Regions from separate parts of the Zea mays genome. Here all the other regions are linked to region 2. The links are chromatin contacts, called in public Hi-C maps. All regions are on one chromosome and are shown on one strand. The core of a region is the stretch at or near the end of the contact, and the rest is flanking DNA. Distances in the headings are between cores, read along the strand shown.

The links. A called contact is a pair of places that touch in the nucleus more often than the background predicts.
Region 1: a Hi-C map of ear shows a contact between it and region 2, with 3 times the contacts expected there. The contact joins the promoter of LOC103635403 here to the promoter of LOC109941412 in region 2. A contact is called at or near these places in 8 of 25 Hi-C or Micro-C datasets (bundle sheath, ear, endosperm and 3 more).
Region 3: a contact with region 2 is called in a Hi-C map of endosperm, with 2.4 times the contacts expected there. The contact joins the promoter of LOC103635380 here to the promoter of LOC109941412 in region 2. A contact is called at or near these places in 3 of 25 Hi-C or Micro-C datasets (bundle sheath, ear and endosperm).

What each region holds. Positions count from the first base shown.
Region 1 is chr8:77,158,405-77,161,756 of Zm-B73-REFERENCE-NAM-5.0, reverse strand. It overlaps LOC103635403 (probable protein ABIL4), which reads right to left and starts at 1,549. Exons shown (of 9, transcript XM_008657858.4): 1 at 968-1,549; 2 at 745-827; 3 at 1-98. The coding sequence starts at 1,096.
Region 2 is chr8:76,371,532-76,374,431 of Zm-B73-REFERENCE-NAM-5.0, reverse strand. It overlaps LOC109941412 (receptor like protein kinase S.2), which reads left to right and starts at 1,332. Exons shown (of 1, transcript NM_001412149.1): 1 at 1,332-2,900. The coding sequence starts at 1,544. It overlaps LOC100282455, which reads right to left and starts at 613. Exons shown (of 2, transcript NR_178050.1): 1 at 478-613.
Region 3 is chr8:75,533,799-75,537,161 of Zm-B73-REFERENCE-NAM-5.0, reverse strand. It overlaps LOC103635380 (zinc-finger homeodomain protein 6), which reads right to left and starts at 1,867. Exons shown (of 1, transcript XM_008657844.3): 1 at 358-1,867. The coding sequence starts at 1,564. The coding sequence ends at 800. LOC103635379 (a long non-coding RNA gene) reads left to right here. Exons shown (of 4, transcript XR_004851976.1): 4 at 1-153.

The DNA of each region.
Region 1 (3,352 bases), core at 300-2,799, 790 kb before region 2:
GCTCGAAAAGATCGGTCAGTTTGTACGCAACAGTACCCAGATGATCAACCGCGTTGACGACGGCTCGTAAGGCATAGTCTTTCAGGTTGTCCAGCACCCTGACATAAATTAACAGCTTCAGCTGTCATAATATGACCTGAATGTTACAGTTCAACATGTCCTGTGTTGAAATAAGAGTATATACTGCAAGCTCGAGTTCAGTACACTATCGACTCATCATTAATAAAAGAAAAGATGTGAAAGTCTGCACCCTATATTTCTGAAATTTATTCTGCACTGTCAAACAAGACTACAAGAGGGGGTCCCCGTTGCTAAAATTTCAATGCAGTGACAAAATTCAGACTACGAACAGTACAGGGACAGTTGTCAGGTAACTCCAAAACTCCAGATGATACCAAAAAATTATATCTTTCTCTAGCCAGTAGAGTTTGTTTTCTAGCCACATCTCACACATCAAGTCCCTTCCTCACACCTGTTGCCGTCCTTGCCTTAGTTGGCTCAGTCGTCTACACCTATCATAGGTAGTTGGGTGTAGTTGCTACCAGCACATGCTGCACCCACGCTTCGATTGGATCCTTCAACCCTTAGGCGAAATGACAAAACAGTGCTAGATACAGCATGCAAGATGCAATTGTACGAAGAGCAACCATGGCTGGGCGCCGTGGTAAGACTAGGAAGTGAGTAGTAGTGATTCCTTCTCCCTTTGTGTGGCAGTAAAATGCAGGAGCAGGGAACGCGACTCACTTCTGCTTCTGCTCGCTGTGGAGGTAGGACTTCTCGCAGTACTCGGAGGCGGTGTAGAGCTGCGGCCGCAGGTTCTTGAGCTCCTGCGCCATCATCACGAAGCAGAAATCCAGCCGGATCCCCGGTGAGACAGAGCAGGGACAGCCTTTTCCTTTTAGAAAAAAAGGGAGGATTTTTGTGCGTGCGCGTGTATGGATCTAGGAATGCGGGGTTCGGGGAGCACCTGCAGGGCCTTGATGAAGCTCTTGCTACGTTCCATGGACGCCTCATCCACGGTGGTGGCGCCGGCCCTGGCCCCCGCGACCCCGCCCCAGGAGCCGGGCGCCGGCGGGTATTGCTGCGGCGGCTGCATTCCCCCCTCTTCCGCTCCGGCGGTGGGCGTCCGGCGAGGGGAGGAAAGAACGGGCGCCGGCAGGGGGAGGGGGAGGGGGAGGGCAGGAGGCGGCGAGGTCAAGTCAAGTAAGCGCTCCACTGGCGCTCGGTGGGCAGAGTGGGGTGGAGGGGAAGCGAGCGATGCCTCGCCAACTCCCACTCGACGCAAGCTTATTCTACTGCCAGTTCCACCACCGCCAGTCTCTCTCCTGTTGACTCTTCGCGCGTGGGCGTGCGCGTGTTGCTGTCGAGCGCTGGCGGTGGTCCGCGGAGGAGGAGGGGTCCCGGAGGAGCGACCGCAGCGGTGGCTTTGATGGCGACGGACGCGGGGCCGCCGTCGCCGGTCTGGTCTCGAGTGGATTTGCTTGGCTTGGTGCCTAGCCTAGCAGGGAGATTTTTTCGATTTGGCAGGGGAATCATTGCTCACTCATCGCCGCCTCGCTGGTGGTTTTGGCTGCTTCGCTTGTCTGCCTCCGACTGACCACCGCACTGACTGTACCCGCCGTAGATTGATCTTCGCTTTCTCTGTGAACGCCGTTTTCACCGCAAGATTTTCATGCTGCGTTCCCATTTCGATTCCTTCGATGGTAACGAAACAATTAATATGGGATCTATATGATCATAACGTTAATATCAGATTCCTACAATAACGACATAATGATGATCCTAAGCCAAAAAATCTGGAATCATAATCAAAAGGCTACGTGGGATGAATAGATTTACGAGAATCTATAGATTTCTCTAGTTTAATCCAGAACATACTTTTATCTTTTTTTAAAAAAAATTATGTCATCTAGATTTTTAGAAATTATTATTCGGTTACTACTGTTTATAGGGTTGAATCGTTTTATTTTCTATCTAATTTGTCGCTCGACTCTCACTCCATGACACCTCCTAGCGACAGCTAAAGTTGCCATCATCTCTCTACACTCGATTTTGGAGGTCAATGATGTGGCTTTGTTGTCCCTGAACATTATACATTTTTCTCATCTACTCTTCGCTCATCATCCCCCATCCACGATGCTCGTCCATATATGATGCTATCCCTTTCAACATCTCTCTAGACTCCACATTGATATTCCATGACTGAGAGGCTTCATACCAATGGAAGACGATGACGCAACACCTATCGCTTCAGCTATTGTCACTGCCATACACGCTACTCGTATAGGATGCTTTGTATACACTAGATTGGGCATGACTACAACCACAACGTTTGGGTATAGCGTTGTGGGCATATACCCCCACGACAAAGCGTATCACCCCTTGCCGATGATATCATGCTATCGAATTGACTCATTCGAGAGGCCAGGGTGGTCCCCCCCTGCCATGTTGCCAAGCTATCATACTATTATAGAATCTATAGTTGACAATTGTTTCAACCAAATAGATTTTAGCTTTCCCATAGCCATCAGCTCATAACAGCCCCCTCATAGCTTGTAGCTAAAATCAGATTTTTAGGAATCAATAGCTGAACCAAACACACTGTTAGCCACCATTATGTTCTTCCGTGAACGCTTATCTTGGAATCCTCAACAAATGCTAGGAGCTTTCGGCCACTGTCAGATCCTTCTGTGAACACTCGAGGGCCTGGCACAATCCCATAACCTCTAATGAGTATTGGGAGCTCTAGCCACTATTAGGTCCTCCCATGAACATTCGTAGCTACAGATCTCTATAATCATCCTCAGTGAATGCCGAGAGTCCCTCATAGTAAAGGGCTCTCCCGTGAACATTTAAAGATCTCATTATTGTTAGGGCACATAGTGAATGTCGTGAGCCCCGACTTCTGTTGGGGCCTGTACTGACTCAGAGCAGGGGAGGTGCAGCTCCTCTTAGTGAGTCGGGTGAGTCGTAGCGACAGAGATAGAGCCTGTGGGTGCCCTCTTAGAGACTGTTGTCCATCCGATCCCTGGCCCCTTTGAGTTGGGCTTATCTCGCCATGCTACTCGCCATTTCCAATGACCAATCTACTTCATTAGTAAAGTCCTCCACATCAATAAGACTAGGTAACCAGAGATGCATAAACTAATATATGTGGTCCTTGTTGCATTCAAGAAGCTCCAACACTATTTCAGGTGCATATAATTTTAGTGGTTACATATTTTCCATTAAGAGCTGAAAGAAAATGTGCCCTTGGGCTATTTCTAAGTGTTTTGGTAATCAAGTGCCTAACACATCACTTTGATCTAACATACAATTGTGAGTATGAGCTCAGAGTCAAAGGAGAAGCAAA
Region 2 (2,900 bases), core at 83-2,582:
GTGACAGTAGAGTAGACTGGATGCAAGTATTAATCGAGGACCACATGCTGTGTGGTAACAGAGTAGAATGAATGGCAGTATTATGTCATCAATTGTCTATAATAATATTTTTCGATACGAATAAAATCCTGCCAACTAATCAACCGGTACACAATAAATCTACCCAGCACAGAATCGTGCTGGGGTGTTTCGGTGCCCGGTAATTTCCCATGAGCACTCTTATCTTATAGGACGAATCGCATAGAGCGGCAGATCGTTGGAGCACCACACCACCAGGGGCGGATACCGCTGTGGATTCCCAGTTTCCCACCCACCACGCGAAAGACAAACCTAACGAACGAAGCTTCGACGAGCCGGATGGACTGTTTCGGGTCCCGGAGAAAAAGGTTGGTACTAGGGTTCAGGGTCAGGGGGAAGGAAGATTCTACGGCGGAATTGAAGGGGGAAGAGAGAGGTGCAGGTGCAGCCGAAGCGTACCTGTATCTGGACGGAGACGTGTTCATCTGAGTGGGTCGGCGACCGGCGCGGTGGCGGAGGCGGGGGGCGAGTTCCCCGTTGCGGTCAGGAGAGAGTTGGCGTCGGCCTCAGGCGGCTAGGGTTACTAGGGCACTCGGACGGGAGAGGACGATGAGGACCCTTTTGGGAAGGAAACGGGAAGGCCGCGACTCGGACTCGCGGGCTTGATGGGCCTTCAGCCAATCCCGAGGTGGGCTGTGCAGGCCTCGACGGCTTCTTGAAGGCCGAGGATCAGGAGAAGTTACTGTGCAAACGACAGCAGTGAACAGGCCCAACAAAACCTATTCCTCTTGTTGTATCAGTATTACTCGCGGTTAGACACGCTTTGTATTCCTATTCACTTGGTTCTAAACTATAACTATAAGTTTTTTTAGCTTATGTATACATAAATATACTGTTTTTACTATATATCCAAACACATGTGTATCTTAGTGCATAATAAAAATTATATAAAATACGAAAACGTCCTGTGTTTTTGATTTAAAATAGAGGAAGTACGTATTGGGATTAAAAAAGTGTGGATATGAAAGATGAGTCAGAGGGTGACGCTCCTTTTTTTTTTTTGGCGGTCGATTACGTATTCCATTCCATCGCGGCAAGGCGGTGAAAGACGAGGAAGACGGGACGGTGACGCCCCTTCCTTTTGGCGGGAACTCCGGCTCCACCTGCATGCCAAGTCAACCGCGATAGAGAGCCACCTACCAGCACGCCCACCTCACAGCTCACGTTACTATCGCCGCCGTGCACACGCCACAGAGCTTGGCTTTTGGCCATCTTCCCCACCTGCCCAGGGGCGGTCCCTTCACACCCGTAAACCCACCTCCGTTCCCTATCCCAATTCATCCGTTCCAGGTTTCCAACGCTCAGTGGAATGGAAGCCTCCACCCCGTGCTTGCGCTTTTAATTTCCTTCCCCCACGCGCACTAAGCGCACCACCACCGCTTACCATGAGTGGGAGTTGCACTAGCTAATCGCTAGCCACTCCATAGTTAGCATTTAGCACTGCCTGCCTGTCCGGTGCCCGGCCATGTCGTCGTCGTTGTCGCTGCGCCGTCTCTGCTTCGTGCTGCCGATGGACGCCGACGAGGCCGTCCCACCGGCGTCCCACCCGGAGGGGCCGGCGCGGCGCAGCCCGGCTAGGGTGGCGTCCCTGGAACTCGAGACGGCCGGGTCGTACGCCCGCACCACGGCCGTCCGCCTGTTGTCGTGCCTCCGCCGCTGGCGGCCCCGGCCCTGCTGCCGCGGCGCCGGCCGGTGGCACGACGACTCTTCGGAAAAGGCGGCGGCGTTCGAGGACATCGCCGGCGTGGTCGACGACGTCGCCGGCAGGAAGCAGCTCGCGGGCGGCGGGCCCAGGATATTCAGCTACTCGGAGCTCTACATCGGGACGCGCGGGTTCAGCGACGCGGAGGTACTCGGCAGCGGGGGATTCGGCCGGGTGTACCGCGCCGTTCTGCCCAGCGACGGCACCACGGTGGCCGTCAAGTGCGTCGCAGCCAGCAGCGCGGGCGCCCGCAGCGACAAGTCGTTCCTGGCCGAGCTCGCGGCCGTGGCCAGGCTGCGGCATCGCAACCTGGTGCGCCTCCGCGGCTGGTGCGTGCGCGCCGGGGAGGAGCTCATGCTAGTCTACGACTACATGCCCAACCGCAGCCTCGACCGCCTGCTCTTCGCGCCGCCCAAGGCCGCGGCCCCGGCCTCGGCTCCGCGGCTCAGCTGGGACCGCCGCCGCCGCATCGTCGCCGGGCTCGCCGCCGCGCTCTTCTACCTTCACGAGCAGCTGGACACGCAGATCATCCACCGCGACGTCAAGACCAGCAACGTCATGCTCGACTCCGAGTACAACGCACGGCTCGGCGACTTCGGCCTCGCCCGCTGGCTCGAGCACGCGGTGGGCGCCGACGACGCCCTGAACCCGCTGCACCCGGAGGCGTCGCCACCGTCCCTGCGCCTGTCGTCGTCATCTGCCTCGGCCGCGGTCTCGGCCAACTACCAATTCCGGCTCATGGACACCAGCCGCATCGGCGGGACCATCGGGTACCTGCCGCCTGAGAGCTTCCATCGCCGGGCCGCCGGCGGCACCGCCAAGTCCGACGTCTTCAGCTTCGGCATCGTGCTCCTGGAGGTGGCCACGGGGCGGCGCGCCGTCGACCTGGCGTACCCCGACGACCAGATCTTCATGCTCGACTGGGTGCGGCGGCTGTCGGACGAGGGCAAGCTGCTCAACGCCGCGGACGCGAAGCTGCCGGACGGCGCCTCTGCGCTGTTCGACGTCGCGCGGCTCATGCACCTCGGTCTCCTCTGCTCGCTGCACGACCCCAGGGCGCGTCCGACCATGAGGTGGGTGGTAGAGAACCTCTCCGACGGCTGCTCTGCTGGCGACCTCC
Region 3 (3,363 bases), core at 618-3,117, 840 kb after region 2:
AAGCTTAAACACCACAGCATGCAAGTACACCTCCAATTGAATGGCAAACAGAGAGAGAGAGAGTGTGTGAAAGGTACGAGTATTTCATGCAACCTCGAGTCTCTCTAATGGCGGTGTCACAGATAATAAAATCTGCATGCAAGCATTGTTTTCCACTATATTTCATCCAGGCCCCCCTCCACACACACACACAGTATATCCTAGCTACAGGTATTGCATGCTGCTCTCTAATTAGCAATTGGCTGAAGAGAACTCAAGATTAATAGCTTATCATGAACTCATGCCATTTTGGCCATTAGTTTATGCTGGGTTGGAAGCTTGAGCTAAATGGAAAAAAGTGCTGCATTAGAAGGGAGGAGAGACCACCGGCTATATTCGCTATTGATTAACAGATTAAGTGAAGATGGAAATATAGATCGGAATTTAGATTGGTTAACCTTGCTCGCCGAAGGGGGCTAAATGGCAATAAGGTAGCAGGATTGTAGCTACAAAACATGCACAGTGCCTCCTCCTCCTTCCAATTGATCCCCCAAGCTAGTAAGAACAGAATAAAACCAAAGATATGCAAGCAAGAATCGTGAAGCAAAAGAGGATGGTGAAGACGTGAAGTGACTACAAAAAATCAAGGATAAGGTGAACCCAAAAACGGAAGGGAAGAAAGGATAGGAACCCCTCCTGACTTCCCTTGTTTAATCCCACACCCCCTCTCGGAGCCCATAAAAAAATGAGGCGGGGGATTAAGCAAATGGTGGTGGTGGTGGTGGTGCTGCTGACTGCTGAGCCTTGTCTCCCACCGTGGCTACTGGGGCTGCTGGGGCTGTTGCTGCCCCTCGGGAGGCGGCAGGTGCGGCGGCGGCTGCCTCCTGCCGCCGCTGCCGATGTGCTTGTTGTTGTGCATCCAGACCTTGAAGACCTGCCGCCGGACGCCGACCTGGTCGCAGAAGTGCTGCACCAGCGCGTCGTCCTGCTTCTGCATCCGCCAGCCGAGGCGTTCCGCGAACGCCAGCATCTGCTCCTTCTGCTCCGGCGTGAACTTGGTCCGGATCCGCTTCCGCCGGACGTGGCCCTGCGCGTGCGCGTGCGGCGCGGCGGCGAACCCGGACGGCGGGCCACGCTCCTCGCTGGACGACTCGGTCGTGGTGCCGCTGGGCGTGCCGTGGTACGGGAACAGCGGCGGCGACGCGTAGTGGGGGTGGGCAGCGCCGGCCGCGTAGGGGTGGGGCGGAGGCAGGAGCAGCGGGACGCGCGGGACCGCCGCGGCGGGCGGCGGCAGCAGGAGCTGGTGGCGGCGCCCCGCGTCGCCCTTGCGGTGGAAGCTGCGGTGGCAGCCGCAGGCTGCGCACTTGAGCCTGTCGGCGTCCTCGGGCATGAACTCGCCGCAGCCATCGACGACGTGTCCGCCCAGCGCCGCCGCGTGGTTGCGCAGACACTCGTGGTACGTCGCCTCGGCGGCGTGGTTCTGGTTCCCCGGGCCGCGGCCGGGGCCGAGGCAGGGCGGCGGCGCGGAGCTCGCGCCCATCTCCTCCGAGACGGGCTCCTCCCCCTCCTGGGCCGTGAATTCCATCAGCGCATGCCTGCCTGCCCTAGCGCCCTGCCGCGGCGACGAGGACGCCCTGCCGCGGCCGCTCCCTCTGGTGCCGCAGGGGCTGTAGCCTGCAAGACTGCTGGGGGTCGGGTCGGCTGGCTGGTATGTAGTTGCGGTCGTCGTTTCCTAGGGGTAGTAGGGGTGGTGCGGTGTGGGTTGGCTTTTGTGCTTTTGTTCGCCCGTGGTGCGTGGGAGGAGGACTGGAGGAAGAGGAGGCTGTGTGAGCAGGCCGGCAGCGGAGGGATGCGGCATTGATCGTGACCGCCTGCGGCGAGGCGAGTGGTGGTGGGGGGGGGGGGGGGGGGGGGGGGGGGTCCGGGCTGCATGCCTGAGCTGGGAAATGGCGCTTTTGTTTCCTACCCGGCGGTCCGCGGTGGCGGTGTGCAGTGCAGCGACCGACATGGGCAGGGGTGACCCTGACCTCCCGTCCCGTCCCGTACCCATGCCACGCGGGCCCCAGGCTTTAATGATGCAGCCGGAGAGAATTGGGCGGCAGCGCGGCAGGTACCACCGTACCAGTACCACCGCCGCCGCTGTAGCCACGGGCCCGGCCGCCCGGCCCGGGTGGGTTTATGGCCGTCGGATCGGGACGGCCATCGGGGAACGGCGCGGCCGCTGTCTAGGCCGTGGCGCCAACCTACTACTAGAAATTTACACGTATATAATAATCTATGGGAATGGGATGGAGGGCAGCCGTGCTGTCCGTGCAGGCCCTTGTCAACAGCGACGCTTCCACGGGGAGCAGGAGTCGCGCGTGCTGCCGTGCGGGGCTGCAACGCCACCGCGTCATTTCGTTGACCGGCTCCCGCTCCTCAGCCGGACCGGAGCCAGATATTTCTCTCGAGAGACGAGACCACAACTACGAGAGCAGCGCAGGGCCTGCGACGCGTCTCCCATACTAGGCTTGGCTTGAAGAACAGAGTAACAGTTGAAACCGGATACATACGTACGTCAAGACCAACCAAAAGCCCTCGTTGGATTGCCAATTTATATAAACTATATATGTAGTCTGCAAGCAATGCTCCTATTCGCTGGAAGGAGCCATACAATTCTGCAATGGAAGGCAATGCTCATCTGCCTCTCGGTCCTGATGCATTCATCGTCCGTCGAGGGCCATGTCACCATTTTATCTTCTTCTCTGGCCTCTGGACCTCGTATCAGCTGGTAATGTAACCTTAACCCTATTTGTTTTTACAGCCTACCTATAATTTGACGAGCAGGATTATTGAGAAGAGACGATGGCGATTGGTAGCCGGAAATTTTAAAAGACTGCTTTTTTCCTTTAATTTGACGAGCAGGATTATTGAGAAGAGACGATGGCGATTGGTAGCCTACCTGTAATTTCCATATTTGAATTGAGATTTGAAAACAGAACACTGAATATAGATGATGTGGTAGATCTAGGATTACCGGGCTATGGACCGGCCCAGCCTACTAATTTAGCCGTGCTTTCTAGACTAGCGTGACCTAAAACAGTGGGCCATGCATAAGACAGACGCCCATTTAGGCAACGGCCCGATGCCACTGCCTGGTAGGGGCCGTGACAACAGATTGCTACGGACCACCATTACCACAACCCTGCCGTATCACCAACATAATCCAAAAATAAAAACATTTGGACAACTGCATGGCCCATTTGACACTTGCACCTTTATTTATACATTAGAGTGTAGTATGTATACCTAACAGTAACAGCAACAGGAGGCTCAGCAATGGAGAATGGAGATTTTTCAATTAAAAAGAAAGAAAAGATGAAGAAAATAATAGGACCACAAACA